2 separate regions of the Manis pentadactyla genome follow, and region 1 is linked to region 2. Evidence: chromatin contacts called from public Hi-C data. All regions are on one chromosome and are shown on one strand. The core of a region is the stretch at or near the end of the contact, and the rest is flanking DNA. Distances in the headings are between cores, read along the strand shown. Region 1 holds the start of FBXO42 (F-box protein 42). Region 2 holds the start of FAM131C (family with sequence similarity 131 member C).

Region 1 (5,303 bases), core at 732-3,231, 220 kb after region 2:
AAGAAGCATCCTAAGCTATTTTTCCTGATCTGTTCTTTTTGTGATTATGAGAAGGCAAGGAATTGCTAAAGGCAGAATGCTGGAGAGTGAATGATGTCATGGGTGTCATGAAGCTGCATCAATACCTGATGATGATTTAGCACAACAATGCAACACATTATGCCAAGAAGCATAGTGTCAAGCCACCAGGATGTTTTACTGCATTAATTTCATGACTCTCTTAGCAAATTGAAATGTAGAGTGGCTCTTCAATTTTGTACAAGGAGAAGTTGTTGGTTTGGGTTTACATCCCTAAGAAAATCTACAACTCTCTATGGAAAAGGATTTAAGGGGAAAATGGTCAAAGGATTTGCTAATAATAAACTAGACGATTGTCATTTTAGCAATTAAAAACTTTCAAAGACAAAACACCGGTGGGTCAAATGTACACTGAGTACTGTATTTATACTGGGCTTGTCAAAAGCGAAGTTGCAGGGTCTAAGATGACAACATACAAGAGAAAGGGCACCCACTCATAGTATCTCAAAGTTAGGAATCTGAGAGCATCACTATTCTGTATAAAAGCTACAGACTGAAATTTAAACCTTCAATTCTAAAGATAGGATTTCCTCTCAAATTTTCCTTGTCCCTTTAAATCGATGTCATCATTCTTAGGCACTAACAAAACAAATTTTAGTCATAAAAGGTATTTGGCGTATCCAAGCCAAAAACCATAGCCTCAACAATTCCCCATAGCACGATTCCAGCTGAAGCCATCATTTCTCAAGGAAGAGATCACAAGCCTTCAAACCGGCTTCCCCACGTGATAGAAACTACATCAAAGTCTCCAAATTAGCATCTGAACAACAAGTTGTTTTCAAAAAAGAGTAACAAGCCTACTACAACGTCCCCGCCAGCAAATGAGAACTGGTAATATGTGTCTGAATCTTCATCCAAAACTATCAGAATGCCCCCCCAAAAAAGTCCAGAAATTCTGGCGATTATGAAATGACGCTTTTATTTTACTAATAAAATTCGGGAGATTTCATAGAAAACAGCAACTCCGAATCTTAACAATCCAAACAAAGGTTTCAAACGAACGAGAGCTTCCTTAGTCCGAAGTTAACTCTGCAGAGACCATCAAGATCTTAGCGTTGTTTCTCCCTCGTTTGCAAATTCGTTCCCACCCTCCCCCGTTCCCTTTGCACAAACAACTCTCACCAGAAGCCTTCCACAGTCACAACGTGGATTCGCTGTCTCAATCAAGGAGATCCTCAGTTCCCACTTCGCTAGGGGAACGCTCAAAAAGCTAAGGGGTGGGAAAGGCTGCTTGTGTTTTATTTTTTAAGCTAATTCCAAAATCTTCCCTTTGCAGCTTCCGAGATGCTGCCCCTCGCCGCAGTCCCAATTTTGGAGGGCACCAGACACCGGCTCCCTCGCAAGGCGTTAAAGACTCCGGGGTGGGGTGAAAGATTATATTACACCCTCAGTCACCCTTATCCTGGTCATACACCCTTTCGAGGCCCCACTGAGAACCGCCCTGCTTGAGGAGAGGGGCCAAAATGACTTCCATCCTAAGGGCTGGCTGGAAAGTGGCTCTCCTCCTCCTTGCCTAATACAGGAAGGCCAAGGATGATGACCGCAAGGCCCCCACGTCTGCCGGCACTGACCGCCGGGCGGGGTGCAGGGCCTGCGCCGAACCCGGGGCGCCCACTGCCCCCTGCGAGCCCCGGGCATAAAGGGCAGGATGCGCTGGCTCCCCGCCGCGGTCCCGGGAGGAGGAGAGGCCTCACCTGGCCCAGCCCGCGCCACGCTCTCAGGTTCGCTCGGCTGGCGACAGCGATGAGGGAGCCGAAGACAGGGCAGGGCCAGAGGCGCTCCGCCTCAGGCCGCACTTGCCGCACTCGGGGCCCCTCACAGCTGGCGGGACCCCGAGCCTCACGGAGACGCCATCTTCCTCCACTCAAACGCCGCGGCCCCTGCTGCTCTGGCCCCGGAGAAGACAGCGCGGAGTGCGCATGCGCCGGGTCCCGGCGCGGAGGCCGCGCGCGCACACTTAAGCGCGGCGGGTCCGCGCGAGGCAGCCTTGGGGCGGCGCCATGTTGGGAAGGGACGTGTCTACGCGCAGAGGTTCTCCAGAAGCTGGAACGCTGCTCTGGGTGAGCGAAGCTAAGAAACGTCGCGCTTCCGCGCCCGCCGTCCTTAGGTACCTAGAACCGACCTCAGATCTGCACCCACCCTCCTTTGCACTGCCTGGGGCAACTTGAGCGGTTTTCCCAGGGACGTGAGACTATGACAGGCGTTTGACCGGGAATTAACTCATTTGTACCCCCTGGGGGCCCGGTTGAACACAGCGGAGAGCAGTTGCGGATGGAAGTGCTCTTGGATGCCAACTCAGGGAGGGAACTCAGTGCCTTGGTTGTGCAAGTGAAGCCTCCCTTAACTGAAGCAAGCGCTGTGTAACTTGTTACTGGCTCCATTTCTCAGATGTGGAAACTGAGGCACAGAGAAGTAGCACTCATTTTCCCGAGGCCACACATGGGGAGGACGGCAGGGCGGTACCAGATTTGAACTCAAGACTGTCTGGTTCCCAAGCTGCTGTACTTTATGCTATCACTTATCACCAGGCGTTGAATTCCAGCAAAATCCCCTTCCAAGGGAGCAACTTGGTCTGTGACCACCTTTTAGACCCCTTCATGGCACCGCATGTGGTCTAAGGAAATACCAGAGATACAGAGCCCCGGGGCTTCAGTCTTCACCTCTTGCACTTAAAACTGAAGTAACCTTGAGCTGCCAACCCACCACCCTGGGATAAAATGGACCTTCTGGGATATCTCTTAGGATATAGGTCCGAGTGAGCAAGGCACTATTGAGCAGATTTGGGTTAGCCTTGCTCTAGAAAGCACTAGATCTGTGTTCCTCAAAATTGAATAATGCAAAGATCCTTGGGAATGCACTCATGGAATCTCAGTATGAGAAACACTGACTTAAGAAATTCAAGTCTTTCAGGGAAATGTCACTGCAGAAGAGAAACTTGGCAATTACAGCTGGTAAAGGATATATTAAAATTGTGTCATTAAATCCCCAAGCTTAAAAATTGTCGAACTTGGGACCAATCTCTTTCTCCCCCCACCAAATAACCTATGGAGCTCAATGTAAGAAACACTGGACCAGCTATTAAGCACTTCCTTTTTAAAATGCAGGTTCCAGGGCCCACCTTAGACCCTGCTTCAGACTTCTTCAAAGTTCCCTGGGGATTCTGATGCCCAGTTAGTTTTGTAACTGTTGGATGGTGTTGGAACAAGTTCAAGTATGGAACCACTCCACCCCTGGATCTCCAGCTTCAAGAGAGCACAGATTTTTTCTGTCTGTTATGTTCACTGCTTTATCAACTAATATAGAGACTGGCACACAGTAGGGACTCACTGGATATTTGTTGAATGAATGAATGAACTGGAAATTTGACAACTAAGAGGACAGTCAGTCAAATATTTAGTGAGCACCTACTATGTGCCAACCCATGTGATATGTATGGTAATATATTTTTTAATAAAACTAATAAAGTCCTTACCCTCAGAAAGGGCCTCTATAGTCTACTGGGAGAGACAGACAATAAACAAGTAAATAAGTCAATATAAAAGTATAAATTGTAGTAAGCAATTTATAAATTTATAAATATATTTTTATTAAAGCAAAATATGTAATAGGAATCACAGTTGGTGTTTATTGTGTACTCTTACTATGTGCCCAACACTGTTAAGTAGGTACTATTATTGTGCTTAGTTTGCAGATGATCCAACTGAGGCACAGAGTTTAAGTAGTTCAATCCATGGTCGCAGGCAGGGTTTGAACCCAGGTGGTCTTACTTCAAAGCCTATGAACTCTACACAATGTTGCTTCAGAGAAACAGGAGGCAGGAGGTGGATAAGTTTGAGGCTAGTTTATATTATAGTCTGAATTTTGGAAAAAAACTGGATATTATCTCCTAGATCATGGAGATTTGGGGGCAAGGAGGATATGTGATGAAAATGGCATTTTAGAATAATCTCTCTGCAGGGTGGGACATGATTGGGACATGACTGGAGATGAGGGGACAAGAGGTGAGGCTCAAGTGAGAGGGATGGCTATCACCTCTCTAATAAATGTAAACGAAAAGTTTTCCTCCAGAGTCCATCCCAATCAATTACTGAAATCCACTTCTTACGTATGTACTTACTTAGAATAAGCTGTGCACATAGGGTAACATTCAAAACATAGAATAACATTCAAAAGGTACAAAGGACATATAATAAAAATTAAGTAGCCTTTCAGTCCCCCAGCTACCTGGTAAACCTCTCTCCTCCACCAAGATGGCTACTGTTACAAGTCCCTTACATCTTTCACCAGATGCATACACAAACACAAGGATACACGTATAATAAAACTACAAATAGCAATAAACTATACACACTGCTCTGTTTCTAGCCTTTTTAAAAACTTACTATAGTTCTTTAAGGTTGTCTGATGTCAGCATCTTTAGGACTATTTAAATTTTGTTAAAAAATTGCATACTATTCCTTTGTATGGATGTACCAAATATTTTTTAAACAAACCCTCTAGTGATGGACATTTGTTTCCATTCTTTTGTGATCATAAAGCGGCAATGAATGTCCTTGTACTTTTGTTATTTGCATGTGAGCAAATATATCTACAGGGAAATTTCCTAGAAATGCAATTGCTGGGTCAAAAGGCATGTACATTTTAAGTATTGGTAAGTTGCCACTTCTTTAAAACTTCTTTTATTATATAATAGTACAATATTATATTTGTTTCAGTTGTATAACAGTGATTCAACAATTATATGCATTATTAAATGCTCACCACTGTAAGTGTAGTTACCATCTATCACCATACAAAGATATTGCAATATTATTGACTGTATACCCTATGCAGTACTATGCCATGTATTTTTTAAAATTAAGGTATTGATATACAATCTTATGAAGGTTTCACATGAGCAACATTGTGATTACATGGGTCATGTATTTCTTAAAGAAAATGTCTATATAGCCTCAGCTTGTGCATCATATGGGAAGTTGTCTCACTATGCGCTTTGATCTGATATTCCCATCCGTCTTCCCAGTGGGTTTCAGCCCTGGGCAAGTTCACTATGGACTCATTGTGACCAAAGTATTGACAGTAGAACGTTCTTGGGGTTGAAAGGGTTATACCCAACTTTATTTCCATGGTGGCAGGTCAATCACTAAAATCCAATCCACTCAGAGAGAGTCTGTAAGCAGCAAGCCGGTCTCTGCCTCTGGGCCTCTTGGCCCACACAGCTATCC
Region 2 (4,632 bases), core at 1,525-4,024:
CCTAACCTCTCAACCTCTCAGGCCCGGCACAGAAAGCTGACTGCTGCCCCATGCTGGGATGGGGTGACTCTCCACGTGTGACCTGTACCTGGGGTTTGGGGTTTAGCTGGGGTGGCTCCGGCTGGGTGCAGGCTCTGGGGTCCATATGGGCACCAGCATGAGGCTTGTAATCTCCGGCCTGGCTTCAGGCTGCGTACCTGGCCCAGAGCAGCACCCAGCGCAAGGGGGCCGTTATCAGCAATTGGTGCAGGTGTGGAGATGAGGCGTGGGGCTCAGAGGCTCATGGAAGCCCGCAGCTGGAGAGGAGTGGAACAGCTACCCGCCTGGGGGCTGAGGGCCGGCTGCCGTGTGCGCAGAGGCTAAGGGCCCAGGTCTGGAGCCAGCGCAACTGTGCTGAAGTGCTGCCTCTGAAGACTTGCCCTGGGCAAGTCACTCAACTCCTGTCTGCTCAGTTTCCCCCTCTGTAAAACCGGGACCCTGGTATATACCTCAGATTAGCTGGTTGTGCCTGTAATGTCCCAGCCAGGACCTGGTAAATGGTAAGCACTCTCAGAATATCAGTGACTGGAGGAGTAGGTGTTCAGTCACCCAGAGTGCCTGCTCAAGCGGCCCCATACCTTCTTCACCTTCCTCCAACTTGTCTGTGTGCGTGTTGAGACTGTCAGTGGTCCTACCTGACCCGCTCAGGAGGGGGACAAAGTTAGAACACACAGTGAGATCTGGAGGTGGCACTCGGAGCCCAGCCACAGCAGGAAGGGTGGAGGGAGCTTGTCTCGAGTGGTGTGACCTCAGACAGGTGCGGCAGAGGCTGCCAGCCCCAGGTAGGGGCTCCGAGGACCTGGGCCCCAGCCCCAGCCCAGCCCTGATGCCACCTCGCAGCCTGACCTTGGCCAGCCCCTCTTCCTTCCTGGCTTCTGCACTGTGTCCGGCTGCTCTGAAGCTCGCAGGCAAGGCCACCTGGGGCTGGGCCCCCAGTGCTTGGCACAGGATGGCCAAGCGATGGGGAAGGGACACAGCCACCAAAGAAACAGCAGATCCCAGAGCACCAACGTCCGAAGCCTGTCCAGAGTTTAGGGGTTTCTGGAGACACTCTGAGCGCCTGTCAATCCTAAGGAACCTGAAACACTCCTCACTCTCAAAACAACTTTCCCTCTGCAGGCTCAGGCCTCACGACAGCAGATGCTGTGCTGGGTGCCCAGTATGTACGCGGTGCCTGGCACACAGGAGGCGTCATGCTAACATCCGCTCAATGACTGACCCTCACACAGCCTACCCCCACCCATGACCCCAGCCCTCGCACCCTCCTGAGGCACTTCCCTGAATGTCCCGCGTGGACTGGTCAGCAGAGGATTCAGGGCCGGGGTGCTGTGCTGCTTCCTGAACATCCCCCAAGACAAGGCGCCCTCCAGGGCCTGCCCAGCTCCTCCCTAAGGCCTGTTCATCCCTCTGCGCCTGAGTAAGCTACTGGGGGTGATGGGGAGGGTGGCAGCCCCCAAGGCCTCGTGGTTGGAGTCAGTGGGCTGGACTTGAGCCTGCCTCTACACTGTGGGGTGAAGAGAGCAGGTGGGAGAATGGCGCCGTGAACCTCTTTGAGAATGTTGCTGGGCAGCCTGTTGGAAAGCTGGTGGGGGGCAGGGTTCAAAGACCGACCTGCCAAGCCCCCTGCTCTGGGCAGACTCCTGCCGTACCCCCAGGGCAGCTCGCTCCAGCTCCGGGGTTCCACCACCTGGGTAGAAGCGGGGCTTGGGCACAGGGGGGAGAGGGAAGGGTGCCCGGTCAGGGCGGCTTTTAAAGCGCTGAGACAGACAGAAAGGCCCGGGGGTTGTTGGGAACATCAGCTGTCTCTGTCCCTTCCTGTCCCCTAACCGAGGATGGGGGTGGGGATGAGGAGTTAGGGATAAAGGTGGGGGAAGGGGTACCTTCTTTGTGATCTGTTCCTCTCTGTTAACCCTTGGCTGCCCGTGGGGTTCAGGGACTCCGAACACGGGCATGGGGTAAGGGGACAGGGTGGGGCCACTGAGCTGGTAAGGCCCGTGACTTGGGTCATGTGGGAGGGGGAGTCTGCTTGCTCTCCTGGGGCCCCCACAGCCCCTCCGGAGACGCCAGGTGAACCACAGCCTCCCTGCCCTCCAGAGCACCTGGCAGGGGGTGTGTGGCTGCTGGGAAGGAAGGACCCTGCTTCATGCCACCTGCCGGGTGTGGTTCCACGCGGGCGGGGATGCGGTGACCTCCCCACACTCTCCGCTGTGCCGTCCTCTCCACCCCGCCAACGCGCCCTGTCCGCCCCGAGGCACCGTGTCGCGTGGGGCTCGGCGCGGGTGGGGTGCGGCTGCTCCGGGAAGGGCGGGTCTCCCCCACCCAGGTTCCTCGGAGCGGCTGAGCGGACGTGTGCGCGTCCTGCGCGCGGGGACCCGGGGCGCGGCACCCCCTCCCGCCCGGCGCGTGGTCTCCTTACCTCGCGACACGCAGGAGCCCATCGCGGGGCCACGGGGCCGCAGCGCTGCGCCTCGGGTGCGTCGGGCAGCCGGGCGCTCATGTCTCCGCGGGCCTGGGCTCGCGCGCGGCGCCGGCGCAGCTGGAGGGCGGGCGGCCGGGCGGCGCGGAGGGGGCCGGGGCTCCGCTCGCCGCGGCTGCGGCTCCGCCGGGTCGTGCCCGCCGCCGCCTCCCGCGCCGCGCGCGCTCTGCGGGCCGCGGGCAGCACCGCCGGCGGGGGCCCCGGGGACCGCCCGCCCAGAGCCCGGGGCGCCCAGCCGCGCGGAGGGGCCCCGCCCCTGCCCCAGCCCGGCTCACCTGTTGCCGCAGCCCGGGCTGGCGGGTGCGGGGGTCGGAGAAGGCTGGGGGGTGCGGGAAGGGTGGCGGGCCACGCAGGGCGCGAGGAGCCGAACCTCTGGCCCTCCTGTCGCGCCACCTGGTGACAGGGCCTGAAGGTCAGGGAAGGGGGCGGTGGGGGCGGGGAGATTCTGGCTTTTGGGGCACAAAGTACACAACATTAATTTAATAACCAGACACCTGGCTGAACACAGTAACAATACTTCCCTTACACCTGTTTTGCAGGGGACGAAAATGAGGCCCCAGAAGTCAGATGCCTTGCGGAGGTCCCTTAGCTGTGAGGGACAGAGACTTCTGACCGTCAGTTCCTCATTCTGGGGACCCTGGCGTAGGGTGGAGGGTCAGTGATGGGAGTAGCATACTAGTGGCTCACTGCTGGACAGGCATCAAGCATCACCTTGCATGGCCTCTGCAAGGCCCGAAGTGGGGCAAGACTGCCTCTCGGGCTAATATAGGGCAATGAGAACTGAGGCCCAGGGTCTCAGCCTGGGAATCCTGTCTAATGGAGCAACAGTGGGCCACTCTAATCACGGGCCCACCTGCAAACTCACTCTCACACACGTACACACTGGCACATGCTAACACACAGCCACACACTTGTACACACAAGCACACACTCACTAACAGCCACACACACTCCTATTTACATACAATCACCACACCCACAGCTCCTTAGCAAACCTCCCCAAGCACATAGCCCTTCTATGTCTGAGTCACTTGCACATATTTTGTCTCTCCATCCTTACATATACCTGTAAACCTTTTATAGGTGAGGAACTCAGGTTCACTGGTTCCCTTCAAAAACCTGGGGATGGCCCAGCAGGGTTTGGGAGGATGAATAGGCAGGAGCATAGGGTGGAGCTGGAGGCCTCTAGCAGGGCAGGGTCGGGCCTGGTGGGACTTCCAGAGGCTGGGGTAGGGGGTGGGGTGGGTGCTGCGCTTTTTCTCTTCTTCCAGGCCTGGTGCCCTCTCTTGAACAAAGTCTGGTGGAGAGTGGCCCTAGCTGCTGGTGTCAGCAGACCGGCTGTGAATTGGGGCTCAGCTCACACAAAAGGGTGTGACCTTGGACAAATTGCTTCACCTCCCTGAGCCTCCGTTTTTTCATCTGTTAATTGGGAGTAAAAATCTCATCTTGCAGAATCGCTGTCAGGATTCATGAGATAATATATGCAAATATCTGGCACACAGTAGGTACTTAACTTAGGGTTAAAAATAAATAATAGTAATGGTGAACACAGCTTTCCTGCACCTATGCGAAGCCTGGAGAAGCTCCATTCAGTGGATGTGTATGAAGCACCTACTATGTGCCACTGTGAACAAGACAGACATGCCAGTCCTAAAGTCAGTGCTGTGTTCATCACAGGTGCTCAGAGCCCCCCATGTTCTGCCCCCATGAGACCAGCCCCACCCTCCAGATCTGTCCTGATCACCAGGGATGCTCCAGTTCCTTGCACAGTGCCAGGTGTGTGCCTGCTCTTGTGTGAGAAAGACAGGTCTGCCTGTGGCCAGGCTCCAGGGTCCTGTCCTGCGTAGCCCGGGGATGGGGAGGCTGAAGTGTCCCTTCCCTTCTGCCTGGTGCAGAGTGACTGGATCTGGCTTGGAGAGAGAGCTCTGACTCACCCTGACGCGGGGCGCTTGGTCACAGCTGCTGTTGCTCCCAGCTGGCAGCCTGGCTGCTCTGTGGGTATAGGGGATGGTGGGGGGGAGTGCCTGCAGAGAGGATAGGGCAGCTCACAGCAGAGAGGGTGCCTGGGAACCCCACTGTGCCCCCTTCAGCCTAGGACAGGGACAGGTGGGTGAGGC

The links. Hi-C and Micro-C count contacts between places; a contact is called where the count stands out from the background.
Region 1: a contact with region 2 is called in a Hi-C map of skin fibroblasts, with 9 times the contacts expected there. The contact joins the promoter of FBXO42 here to the promoter of FAM131C in region 2. A contact is called at or near these places in 3 of 3 Hi-C or Micro-C datasets (blood, fibroblasts and skin fibroblasts).

The regions. Positions count from the first base shown.
Region 1 is chr4:11,785,267-11,790,569 of mManPen7.hap1, forward strand. FBXO42 (F-box protein 42) reads right to left here and starts at 1,982. Exons shown (of 10, transcript XM_036914372.2): 1 at 1,773-1,982.
Region 2 is chr4:11,563,379-11,568,010 of mManPen7.hap1, forward strand. It overlaps FAM131C (family with sequence similarity 131 member C), which reads right to left and starts at 2,775. Exons shown (of 7, transcript XM_036914352.2): 1 at 2,456-2,775. The coding sequence starts at 2,477. It overlaps LOC118926922 (a long non-coding RNA gene), which reads right to left and starts at 600. Exons shown (of 3, transcript XR_005030658.2): 1 at 530-600; 2 at 89-296.